Linked DNA regions of Gossypium hirsutum: region 2 is linked to region 1. Evidence: chromatin contacts called from public Hi-C data. All regions are on one chromosome and are shown on one strand. The core of a region is the stretch at or near the end of the contact, and the rest is flanking DNA. Distances in the headings are between cores, read along the strand shown. Region 1 has its middle 19 kb from the start of LOC121210955. Region 2 holds the start of LOC121203041.

Region 1 (6,496 bases), core at 2,931-5,430:
GGTAAGTTTATGCAAATGAGTTGTGTTATAAAACATAAGTCTAAAGTTTGTATTAAACTTGTATTGGTTGCTTGATTTGTGTATTTTGGTATGTGAAAGTATTATATGTAGGTTGATAGTGTAAAGGGTGAGAAAAGTGGTCTTAAAATGGCCTATTTTCGTCCATACGGGTAGACACACGGCCTGGCATATGGGCATGTGTTTTGGGCATGTGTCCCTACACCTTAAAAATAAGAAACAGAATGCTCAGAATTGAGCACACGGGCAAAGACACGGGCGTGTGTCTCAACCGTGTGGGTGACACGGCCTTAGACACAGGCGTGTTACATGGCCGTGTGGAAACTGCACCTATTTTATGAAAATTAAATTAACCATACGGCCTAACACACGAGCGTGTGACTTGGCCGTGTGACCTAAATTTCTTCATGCCTTATAAGTCAAAAAGTTACACGGGTTAGGAACACGAGCGGGTGAGGCCACCCGGCCTGATCGCACGTGCGTGCCCCTAAACAACACGGGTGTGTGGGCACTGTTCATAACAAAAAACTTTAAAATTTCATGAAAAATTTTTTGAGACCCCGATTTACTCCCGATTTGTTTTTATTGTTCATATTAGGCTTCGAGGGTCCATTTAAAGGATATATGGTTATTATCGAATGTGAATAGTATTTTGGTCCTATTTATTTGTAAACCCCTGTAATACTCTATAACCTTGTTCCGGTGACGTATACGGGTTAAAGATGTTACAGATTCGGTAAAGAAAAAGAATTTTTATTAGAAAACTCAACAAAAATAGCAAAGGTGGACATTTTCATTTGCATGGTCATGCATTACATACTTGTCCAATAAAGAGAAAATTCAGTATAAAATTTGACAAGTATGAGTTCCAAAAAGAACTAGGGACATGGTAATTAACCTTGAAAGAACTAAAGCAATTTGGGTACCAAAATGCAAGTAGGTGCCTCTTGTAGGTGTGTTGGAGAAATGGGGAGCAAAGCACAAAAATTTGGATGCTCTTAGCACAAAAGGAATTATGGGTAACCTCTACACCAATACCTTATTGATAATGATTAAATTAGTTGTCTATTGATGTTTTTGTTTTTAATCATAATTTGGAATTGAATTATTGGATAATATTGCTATCACGTCTAAAAATATTCTTAAGTTCTTCAAGCATGATTTGTGGTTAATTGATTGAATTTTTTATATGAACATACTTGAATATATTTATAGAATATATGCATATTTGAATATATTGCATTTTTGCACATCTTAGGAGGAGAAAATAAAGCTTAATGATTTTCATGTTTTTATTATATAAAAAGAAGTTTTTGCAACTATGAAAATTCATTTTAAGTAAATTATGAGAAAATGATTTTAACATTTTAAGAATTTACTTTTAAATTTGCTTGGACAAAGAGATATAGCAACCTTGCAATAATTTGAGTTCTTATGTTTTGAATGCAAATTTGTAGGACTTTTGAAGCTTAAATGATCAAAATTTTATTTTAATGATTTATGAACATAGAAACTATTTAGCCACGTTTTAAATAGGTTGTAAGGCTTCACTAAATGGTTTAAAGAGCTTTTAGCATAATTGTCCATTTTGAATCCAAATTCAAGGAAATATGCTTTCAATTTTTGTTTTTTAGTTTTCCTTGTTAATTTAAACCATTTGATCAATTGAACAAGTTTGTTTCATTATTTGAAAGTTGTTCTAAATATTTAAAGTTAAGTTTTTTTCTTATCCAAGTAGTGTAAGTTTTAGAGTATATTTGTTGTCATTAGATAGATCTAGGTTCACTTAGGTTGTATATAAGTGCATTTGTATGCAAGCATGCTTGTAATATGTGACATGTGCCTAATATGCCTTGTACGAAATGTATAGCTTTTTCCATACTAGGAAGAATTTCAAGTTCGGTTAAGAATTTTTTAAGCCATATTGCTTCTTTTGTTGCCTCGGAAGCAGCCACATACTCAGCCTCCATAGTAGAGTGAGCAGTGCAAGTTTGTATATTAGCCACATATTTTAGAATTATACACATGTTAGAATGCTTTGTATAGGTTTTAGATATATACTTGTATAAGACTTTTTGACATATTCATATTGTATTTTTTTTTGTTCGTAGGAGCATATAAAGGTGTATGGTCAAGTTATACTTAAGCATATACTTAGGGGAGCATCTTAACTTAAATTTTTCAATAAAAATACTTTGTACCTCATCGATCTTTATTGAAAAAAAGGTTAGTTTAAATATACATAGGGTTGAATCCAGGTATAGAAAAAATTAGGTTTAAATATATTAAAGGTTTGTATATTCTTTTAAAATTTAGAATTTAATCCATATACTTTAATTTTGGACATAAACCATTGTACTTTTTATTTAAAAGTCTTGATCCCTCCGTCTAATTTTGTTGTTAGTGGTTGTTATAAAAAGATAAAAAAAATAGTCTTCAATTTTTGCAGTTTTTTATCAATTTGATCATTACCTTTTAAAAGTAACTGGTTTTTTTTCCATATTATAAATAAAAAACATAAAAAATTAAAAATATATATTTTTAAAAAATCTAAAATTATGAAAAAAAGATATACGCTATTTAAAATGCAAAAAATAGAAAATGAAAGTTATCATTTTAAATATATATAAAAAATTTCGAAATTCAATGTTGTCTTAATTGGACTGAATCAGCTAACCAGACCGATTGGACAGAAAATCAGCTAGGATTTTGATCCAATGAGAAGTAAAAAAGATCAGTTGACCCGTGAGCTGATATGGACTAATTGAATTTCAAAATAACTTTTACCTCTCACCGAATCGATACCCCAATCAATTTTTGATCCAACCGATTCGATTGGCCGATTTAGTTTGGTTCAGGCAACATTGAATTTCAAAATTTTTATATATGTTTAAAATGATTTTTTATTTTCTATTTTTTGAATTTTAAATAGTTTCTGTTTTTTTTTTCATAGTTTTAGATTTTAAAAAATTATATTTCTTATAATTTTATGTTTTTTTTAATATGAAAAAATATTAATTTTTAAAAAAATTTAGGGTAAGGACCAAATTGATTAAAAACTATAAATAGTAAGGACAAAAAAGTTATATTACTTTTTTATAACTTATGATAAAAATTAGATGAAAAAACTGAAATATTTTAAGTAAAAAAGTAGAATGACTCAACGTTTGAAAATTACAAAAAATGATGTTGAGGATGGCTGAGTTAGGGTGAACATGTGTATTCGCAAATACAAATTAAACCGAACCACTAAACTCAGCAGTCCAATAACTAACAATTTATATGGCCCAAAATTCTAACATAACCACCTTCAGCTATCAAACATTATTTGAATACCAAAAACCCATGCAACTTCATTCCCACTTACAATTTTTTTATCCGCAATTAAAATTATCTGACCTTTTCTCTTTTTTATTTTAATTTCCAAATAATATTTGAAATTACTCCATGTTCAATTCAATAATTTTAACTTACCTTTTAAATTTGGATTATAATATAAAAAATTCATTAAAAATAATTCAATAATCATTTAAGCCCTCAATCTAAAACAATATCTAATTGAACCTTTAATCGAACTTAAGCCCTTGAATCGACATTTTCTATGAAAGCCCCTTAACATCGTTTACTTTACCATATGACACGTAATGGTTGTCCACATAGCAAAATTTAGTAATTTCTCTTTTTTTTAAAAAAATATAAAAAAAATTTAAAATTTTTTAGTTTTTTTAAAACAAAATATTAACCATAATATAAAATCATTTAACAATAAAAAATAGAATTTTTAAAAATTAAAATTTTTGTTATTAAAAGATCTAACCAAAGACACGTGTTTATGATAATCATCAACCAGCAACACACCATTGATTATTAAAAAAAACATATAACACGAAATGAAAATATTTTTTATTTGTCATCGAAAAAAACATGGTTTTTTTTTTCATCATTGTGTTGGACATTGAAACCCTAAAGGTGGAGTTTTACCACAGTGAATGAGGACCTGAAGGTCTATGGGATTATAATATTGATATTCAAAAGCTTGGCTTTGATCGTAGTACAAAGGCAAATTGCAGTGTCTAAATTCAATAGCCCTTGTAGGACAGGACAACATGTGCTTTCGCGCCGTTGGTGGTGGGAGGTGGCTTCACGATAGGAGGCGTTGGTAGGTTCACAATAGGTGGTGATGGTGGTGGTAGAATCGATGGTGTTGGTGGGTTCACAATTGGAAGTGATGGAGGTAGTAAAACCGATGGTGTTAGTGGGTTCACTATTGGTGGATTGGGGTATACTGGTGACTTTGGAGGCAATGTTGGTGGTGATTTGACCAGCGGTAGTGGATAGTAAGGTAGCTTGGGTGTATATGGCGGAGGCCACAACAGGTGACTTGGGTGTATAAAAATTCTAATTTTTTATATTTTTTATAATTTTAAAATTTCTATTTTTATTTTTAAATGATTTTCTATTATTTTTTATATTTAATATTTTTTCAGTTTTTTTAATAATTTTTTTAAAATTATCTTTTAAATTTTTTTTGCAAAGATTGAATTTTAAATTTTTTTATGATTTTTAACTTTTTTTTTAATTTAAGAGAATTTATTAAATTTTGCCATGTGGCAAAACTTTAATGTACCACGTGACAAAGTTAAAGGCATTTAAGGGCTTTCACAGAACGTGTCGACTTAAGGGCTTAATTAAATATTTAATTTTGATTAAGAGTTTAAATGGATATTATTTTCGATTGAAGGTTTAATTTATTCTTAAATTATTTTTAATATAAGTCTTTAAAATCTCTTTTATACAAATTAATAAATCTTTGGAGATTTTCTTTCATGGTTATGGTTTAGAATTTAAAATAAAAATTAACTAAAATTATAACTATGTTATAAACCATAGCTTATTTTATGTTTTTAACAATTATATTAATTACTTATAAAGCACATTAAAGTTATAACCTCGAATACGTTGCAAATGTTTAATATAAAATATATTTTTACCTTTTTGCTAGTGAACAAGAGTGGATGGGAAGGATGGATGCTATAAATGATCATATCCATATTAGGGTGTAGCAATTGTTTAATTATTTTTAACTGGCTGGTCACTCTGAAAAGTGTTTGGTACAATAATGTCAGTAGCGCAAACCTCCAATTGTACGTGGAAACATATTTGAGGTCTTCAAATAAAGGCAAATACATTAACTATTACTGACTCCCAAATCTCAGACTTACACATAAGCATTTCACCGATGATGTACAGTATGTACACTCTAATATACTGCTTTAACCCTTTATTGGTCACATCATCTACTAGCAAATGCTTCACCAATGTATTCAACTAAATAAACTTTACTCTCTATTGATATCATCCTCATCATCGATTGGATAATGCTCAATTAGCCTATTCATTTATGGATCTAAATCAAATTAAGCCACATCATTTGCAACAACTCTTTCTCTTGGAAAACTCATGATTAGGGTTATATCTTCAAAGGTGATTGTTATTTCATATAGGGAATATTTTTTTTTTTGCTTTATTCGAATTGATCTATTGTAAATACAATAAGAACAACATTTAAAAGTTCAAATTTACAGCATCCCATAATATAACATTTTCTACAATTAAAAACTGACGTTTGATATCAAGTCTAATACTCACCACCAAGCTTTAAACATGTCTCCACGATTTGTACCTGCTATCGCCAAGGTTGAGGCCATTTAATTTCCTTTCTTATCTTCCATCGAAAATACAACACTACCTACTTTCTTAATTTTCCTCTCAATATCTACAAATGTTGATTATAGTGACCATGGTCTCATCAACTTGTTTGCACACCAATTGAACATCACATTAGAACCAATTTCTACAAACAATAAGTCATTTATCTTACATTCTAAAGATATACATACTTCCAATGCTAACAGCACCACTCCTGCCTCTGCCGAATCAACATCATTTGTTGCAATAGGACCTGAAAATAGAGCTCTTGCAACACCCTCCATATCTCTCAAAACACCTCCACAACCTACACTATTTTCATTTGTTATCCCACATACATTGAACTTTAAACATACTTCCGGAGGAGGGCGCCATATCGATGAGGATGATCTAAATTTAATTGTGTCTATCCTGCACCTATTCAAACAAATCCACCAAGAGCTCTCTTGCATCAATAAATCATCATAGATAGACCTTATCCATAACAATGCCCTCAACTTTGATTGAAAAATCAAAGTTTCCATGGTCATCATCTTTCTTTCAAAGACAAGTCCATTTCTTACCAACCATACTGTCTAGTAGGCTACCGAAATTGATATCAACCATAAGTTTTTTTGGATACCAGCCAATTTCATATTATAACACAATATGTAGAATTCACCAAGTCCTTCTACCGGTTCCCATTAAGCCTCCCACCAATTGAAAATTTTATACCAAAATCCTTCAATAAATTTACATTTGAAGAACCACCCTTTCTCACCATAGGCAA
Region 2 (6,496 bases), core at 1,546-4,045, 59 kb after region 1:
TCGATCCTAAACAACCCCGTTTTCTTTATTAATTATAAAAAAATAAAAGATAAAAAAAACAAAAAGTCATCCAATTTGACGTGATTTTTAAGATGATAAAGGACCCAAAAAAAGAGCCAAGAGGACCTTATTCCTCGCGGACATTCCATAGACATAAGCGATCAAGGCCTGCGACTATACAAAATCCTCCTCATCCGGAAATAAAGATACAAGCTTTGCAAATGCGAAGGGAGTTGGGGCCTCCTACAGACACGTTTCCGTGGTCAAATTTGGCTGGTTTTGTTGAATCAGAGAGACTGCGGGCTTCCTTCCATCTCTGCCTCAGCAACCCCGTGCCAAAATCTTATATCTAGTGATCTTCTCTGTTCCACTACTGCTTTTAATCCAACAACAATACATTGTTTAGGTGGGTGGGAGCGAGGGTTTCAAAAAGCTCCTTGTGTCTTAACAGGCATTATTGTGAGAGACACCAATGAATGCACTCGTATGTTATTTCATTACCTAACACAAATGCAATTACCAAGGATGAACAACCCAAGGATTAAAAGTAGCTTTTCTCAATGCTGGAAGTCAGTGATAGCTCTACCAATGCCCAATGAATGGCCAAACAACACAGTTCAATGTTTTCCATTTAGCTTTAGCAAATCCAAAATAACGCTTAACCAAATAGTCTGCAAGTTGAAAACCTGTTTTAAATAGCAGTTTTTGAATTAGGTGCATAAGAATCCAAGTTATGCACACTCTCGAGTTCAATTAGCTTTAGAAATCCAAACAAGCATAACCAAAAGAATTAGCTATGATGCAATTATCAAGAATGCAAGTTCAATTCAGATAAAGCTACAGCATCTGCAGATATACTATCATTTGTTCCTCATTCGTACCAACACAAATGCAGTTGTTAAATGTTTTGGTTTAATAACTGTAAGTAGCAGGATTTTACTTGGTGCACTCAACAGAATCAAAAAGACCATTCAACAATTGTAATCAGAAGAACCATTCTCTTCTATTAAAAAGAAAACACAGATGTACTTGTCACCTTACTTTGTACAAGATTATTCAGCTTGAGATAAAGAAATAAAATGAATGAAGAGCATATTAAAACAAAAATTAGCATTTTCTTTAAAGCAATTGAACCGACACCAGAAAGTTAAAAAGGCAAATTCAACTTTGTTTTTGTGAAATTCCTAAATTCACAAAGGTCTGGTACCACTGTATACGAGACGACTAATTACGGTCACAAAATTACCATCAGTCGGTAAACAGAAGCCTCCAATCGAGCTTGTTGCAAGTTGAAACACCCCCTTTACTACCTCTGCAGAAAGTCAAATAGCAACATGTCAAATCTCGATTCAATCACAATGCGGAGATCTTACATTAGACCCTTTCCTTTCTTTATTTGTTTGGTTCCCGGAAGATGATCAGAAACAGAGAGGAGAAGAAAGGTGGAACTTTTTTTTTTGAATTCGTATTTTCTTGGTAGTTGGCTTCTTTTTTGTTAAAATTTAAAAAAGACGGATTAAAATTAGGATATATATATATATAAGAGATTTTACCTTGCCGTTTTCAGCCAACTCCGGAACCTTGTAGGCATCCGCCGTTACCTCCGTCAGCCACAATCCGGGAAACAAGTACTGTAACCAAAACCAATAACCAACCAATAAACAAATAAATAAATAATGAAAAACACCAAAAACAATCGGAAAAAATGTAAAAAATAAAAAAAAAATAAAACGAAACTTACATCCAATTGCTTCTGAACATTGCGTGCGCGTTTCTTTGGTCTTCTCGGAGGGCGGTGCCCGGCCATCGCCATGAAATCCTCCTCGATCTCTTTCTTCGATAGCGGCACCGAAAATTTCGGTCGTGGCTTTTTCTTGTCGGAGGCCACCGCCGATGCCGCCGGTGGTCCCTTGTCTCTTACTCTGGATGACTGAAACACCTCATTCCTCATCGGAGAACTGTAATTGTTGTTAGTTACTTCTCCGTCAACCGGAGCCTTACACGCGGCACGCCTTGTCCTCAGATTCCACGGCCTCGCCTCCACCTCTACCGCAGGCGATTCCTCCCTCTCTTTATCTTTAACTTTGTGCTTATGTTTAGGCTCTTCAAATTCCTCCTCGTCGTCATCCACCTCATCGTCGTCGGACACTTCGTCTCTAAAAATTGCATCTTTGATCTCATCCGCCGCCGTTTTAAGATCCTTAATGATCTTCTCCCTAACTGCCTCGATCCCCGCCGCCGCCTCCCCCTTAGATATCCTCAACCGCTGCTCCCTAGCGTAATCGGTGTTCTTGCTGCTGGGAGATGACTCTGATTCGCGCCGCCGCATTCCACCAACCATCAAACTGTCAAACTTAGAGGGGGGAGATCGGCGTCTTTGAAGGACACGGCGACGACAATGCTGGTTGTGATCAGCAGGGGGGGCGGTGGAAGAGTCGGTGGCGGTGGAAGCATCGTCAAGTTTCATACACCTGAGATATCTCCGATTGCCCCACTTCAAACAAGGAAGGTTGAAATTGTGAAGAGGTTTTGATCTCTCGGGTCCCATCGCCATCCCTCTCTCACCGGAAAACACCATTGATCGCATCACAGAGCGAGCTCAATGTTTAATACCAAGAATTCCCGATGGATTTCCTTAATCTTTTTCAACTGGCTTTGAAGGAGTTAATTTTTGTCGTAGCGGGTAGGTTTCTTCTTTGCTATGCTAATCGACGGGAACGCGTTGAGAGAGTTTTCGTCATGCGATATATAGATTTTATATTGGGGAGTGAGGGAAGGAGAGGGCCGGTTCTAACGTTCAGGTTATGTGATTTCTGGGGGTATTTTGTAATTTCATTTCCTTTTGAGGGTATCCTGCTAAAATGCACCTTGGTGTGTAAAGTTTACCGGTATTGGGGAATTCCTTGGGTTAAAGCCTCGTTTTCGAGTTGGCGAAACTACTCGTTTGGTTTTTCACTTTCTACTTTTTATCTCTTCTTATTACCCAATGCGTTTATTATTAGGTTAAAATCTTTTTCGGAATTTAAATTTTATTTTATTTATATTTATATTTATATTTATATTTTTATGAGTTTAATTTTTTAAAATTCTAAATTTAAGCTTAATTATTAATGCGGTTAATTTTTTATTAAATTTATTGTTGTAATGTTTTAAAAAAATTTCATTCGGTAATTATGTAACTAAAATTTTTTTTAACGAATCTAAATTTAATAAAAAAAAATTTTAATAGTGTTAATAATTACACTTAAATTTTCAAATATGCAAAATAAAAGAATTAAATTTTTAAAAATAAAAGGACAAAAATTAAATTCTAAATTTTTAAAAACAACATATTTTAACTTTATTATTATTGGCAAGTTAACTTTCAAAATTTGGATTTAGAATTAAAAATAGAATAATTTGAATGGTACAATATTTAAAAATATTGTATTTATAATTATTTCTCAAATTCATGATTATCTAATAGCAAATTTGAAATTTTAAAAAATATTTTTTAATTTGATAAATTTATATTTTTATACTTTTTAAATCTCAATTATATTACATAATAAATAAAATTTAAATTCATAATCACAAACCAAGAATTAAAGATTTGAAAATTTGATGAAATAGTAAAACGAAATAACAATGTCAATGTGAGTTTATGTGGTTTCTTATCATTGAAAGAAAGTGGTGTAATTTTTGTTGCATTTGTGTGATTGGTTTAATAGTTAAACATTATATGTACTAGGATCGTGTCGTAGGTGAATGAAAAATTTTATATTAAAATTAATTTTATAAAAAATTTATTTATAATTTAATTACAGAGGAAGTGGTAAAGTTTTTATATAATTTTTTTTTATCAATTTTGGTTCCATTTTAAGACATTTGAATTTTTTTAACTAGTGATTTTTAGTTTTTTATTTGAATATTTCATATAAAAATAGTAAAAAAAACAAAACAAAATAAAATAAAAGCACCACTAGAATGAGATTTATTCTTTTTTTTAAAAAAATATTTTTTAAAGTAATTTTCTTGAGACATTAATCTCAACAAGGGATTTTATTATAACGAGATTATGGTACACCCACATTGTGGGTAAAAAAAATATAAAAAATATATTTATTATAAGTTTATATAAAAACTAAATGCAACTATGGTTGGAATGATAACATTTAAAATTTAAAATTTATGGTGTTTTAGGTTCAAATATATATATATATAACATCATCTATACTAATATTTAAGCACTTGGGTGAGTTGGTGCCTTAAGCCTCTACATTAACGGTTTCCTTCTTTGACCTCATTGATCATTAAAATCAATCGAATGACCAATTAAATGGGGACACAACTTTTGATTTAATCTTATATTTTTCTCATAAAAATTATAGAATTTTTAAAAATGTAAAATTAATAAAATATTTTTTTTGAAATTCGACTAGATTATTATTATAATAAAAACTCAAAACAAAGAAGACCCATTTGCTGAATTGGGTACACTTCAATTAATCGGGCTAAGGTAAAAACAATGAAATAAATAACAGGCCTACAGCAGAAGGCCCAGCAGAATTAAAAAAGGAAATGAAAAGACAAAGCAAAATCTAGAAACCTAATTCAAAACCTCCAGTCGTCAGAACAGCTGGCCTCCAAAAAAAAAAAATCATTTCCTATCACCAGGTACAGCTGTAAAATAGTAGATCTGCAGCATATCTTTTACTTTTCTGCTACATTTATCAAAAAATTAATTGTTTCTTCATTCATTTCAAAGGTTATCCACTTTTCTTCTTTCATTTCAATCTTTGCAGACACTCCTCTTTTAGACTAAAGCTTTGTTTCTTCTTCCATTTCAAGTAACACCCCATTTTCTTCTTCAATAGCATTTCAAACATTAAAGGCACTCCTTCTTCCCTTTCGGATCAAAGCTCTCAGACGTAGGTGCTCCATTTCTCTTCGGATGGTTTCTGGAATCCCTCCTTCCAGTTAAAAATTCATTCCTTTGTTTAGCGCTTCTTTTGTGAGTAGTTCAGCACATATATTTTCAGTCCTTGGGATAAATTGAATCTGAATCTCTTGAAAATGACATATTATTTCTTTAATGTCGCTGATGAATGCTCCAATAATTGAACTGTCCTTGATAAACCGTAATTTATACATATTTCTATCACATGCTTAGCACATTTTATGGATGATTTTTCCTTAGAATTGGTGAATTTGATGCTCCTAATGCCTTAATTTCATGTTTTATAGTTAGGTGAACGTAGGAGAGTGAAAGGAACGAGAAACGGGTCAAAAACAGAGAAAATAGGCCAACGTACGAAATCAACACGGCCTGGACTTCCTCACACGGGCAGACCACACGGCCGTGTCCCTTTGTCAAGGTCAAAGCACGATTTGCACGGGTAGATCACACGCCCGTGCCCATTTAACAGCCTTGACCATGGCCTTAAGCAATCGCACACAAGCGTGTCCCTGCCGAGCCCAAGTTTAGTCCAATTCGGAAAAGGCCAATTTTGAGGGCTCTTAGGCATTCCAAAGTTTAAATACCTGATGAGGCACTTAGACTGGGGGACGCAGAGGAGGAAGCAAAGAATTGCTCAAGGAAAGCCGATCGATCCATCTCAGAAGTCGAATTCACCATCAAGGCTGAAGATGTCTCTTTAGATTCTCTCAGGAGTTTTGGGTTTTCTTATATTTTGTTATTTTTATTCTTTTGAGATGTGTTCTTTCATTAGTATGAACTAAAACCCCTAAATACCTAAGGAGAATGAAACCTAAGACAGATCTTGTTATTATTATCTGAATTATATGATAAATATTTGAGTTATTCTTAATATGTGTTCTTAATTCTTGTTTTGATATTCCAAGATATTGATTCAAGTTAAGCTCTTATTCAGATAAGGAATAAACCCTGTCTAAGAGTAAATTTTTCATAATTAAGTAGAGTTGGTTGCGCGCCTAGAGATAGGGTGACAAGATTTTGCCAGATTAAGGTGAAACCTAATAAGGGGATCCATAAATCGAGTTAATGCAACCCTAGGGCGTTAATTAGAAAGAGATTTCAATTATTCAATCTAGGGTTAGACGTTATTAGTCTTGAGAGAGATAATAATACAACTTAGGGATCTCTACGGAACAAGTTGAATGAATAAATCGTCCGATTCAGAGTCAAATAACAAGTGAAGTCTAGGTGGATTTTTCCTTGGGTATTGTCTTAATCAATCGAGTTTTCCAAAAAATATTTTCCCCAAATTTCTTTTCTGTAATTTCTTAGTTTAGTTAATTAGTTAGATATACAAAACCTTTTTATTTTTTAGGCTAGAAAATAAAAAGAAAGTTGATACTAGTGCTTTTAGTTCCTTTGGGTTCGATAATTCGGTCTTGCTAAAGCTATACTACTATTCGATAGGTACACTTGCCTTTATCGTGATAATAGTTAGTTTCAAGAATGATTCATTGTAAATATTTAAAACCTGTCATGAATATCACGTATCAAGTTTTTGACGCCGTTGCCAGGGAA

The links. A called contact is a pair of places that touch in the nucleus more often than the background predicts.
Region 2: a contact with region 1 is called in a Hi-C map of fibers, with 1.8 times the contacts expected there. The contact joins the promoter of LOC121203041 here to the enhancer-like site in region 1. A contact is called at or near these places in 7 of 34 Hi-C or Micro-C datasets (anther, fibers, hypocotyl and 2 more).

The regions. Positions count from the first base shown.
Region 1 is chrA12:89,193,456-89,199,951 of Gossypium_hirsutum_v2.1, forward strand. No RefSeq gene overlaps it. Among protein-coding and RNA genes, the nearest start is that of LOC121210955, 19 kb to the right of the region's middle. Within about 2 kb of position 4,181, at least 2 of the 9 cell types and tissues checked have an H3K27ac peak or open chromatin away from gene starts, as enhancers often do. A contact at or near this core is called in fibers, where this site is marked.
Region 2 is chrA12:89,254,063-89,260,558 of Gossypium_hirsutum_v2.1, forward strand. LOC121203041 reads right to left here and starts at 2,796. Exons shown (of 4, transcript XR_005906270.1): 1 at 1,742-2,796; 2 at 1,554-1,631; 3 at 1,247-1,312; 4 at 1-501. LOC121210956 (a long non-coding RNA gene) reads left to right here and starts at 4,500. Exons shown (of 2, transcript XR_005906271.1): 1 at 4,500-4,993; 2 at 5,227-5,754.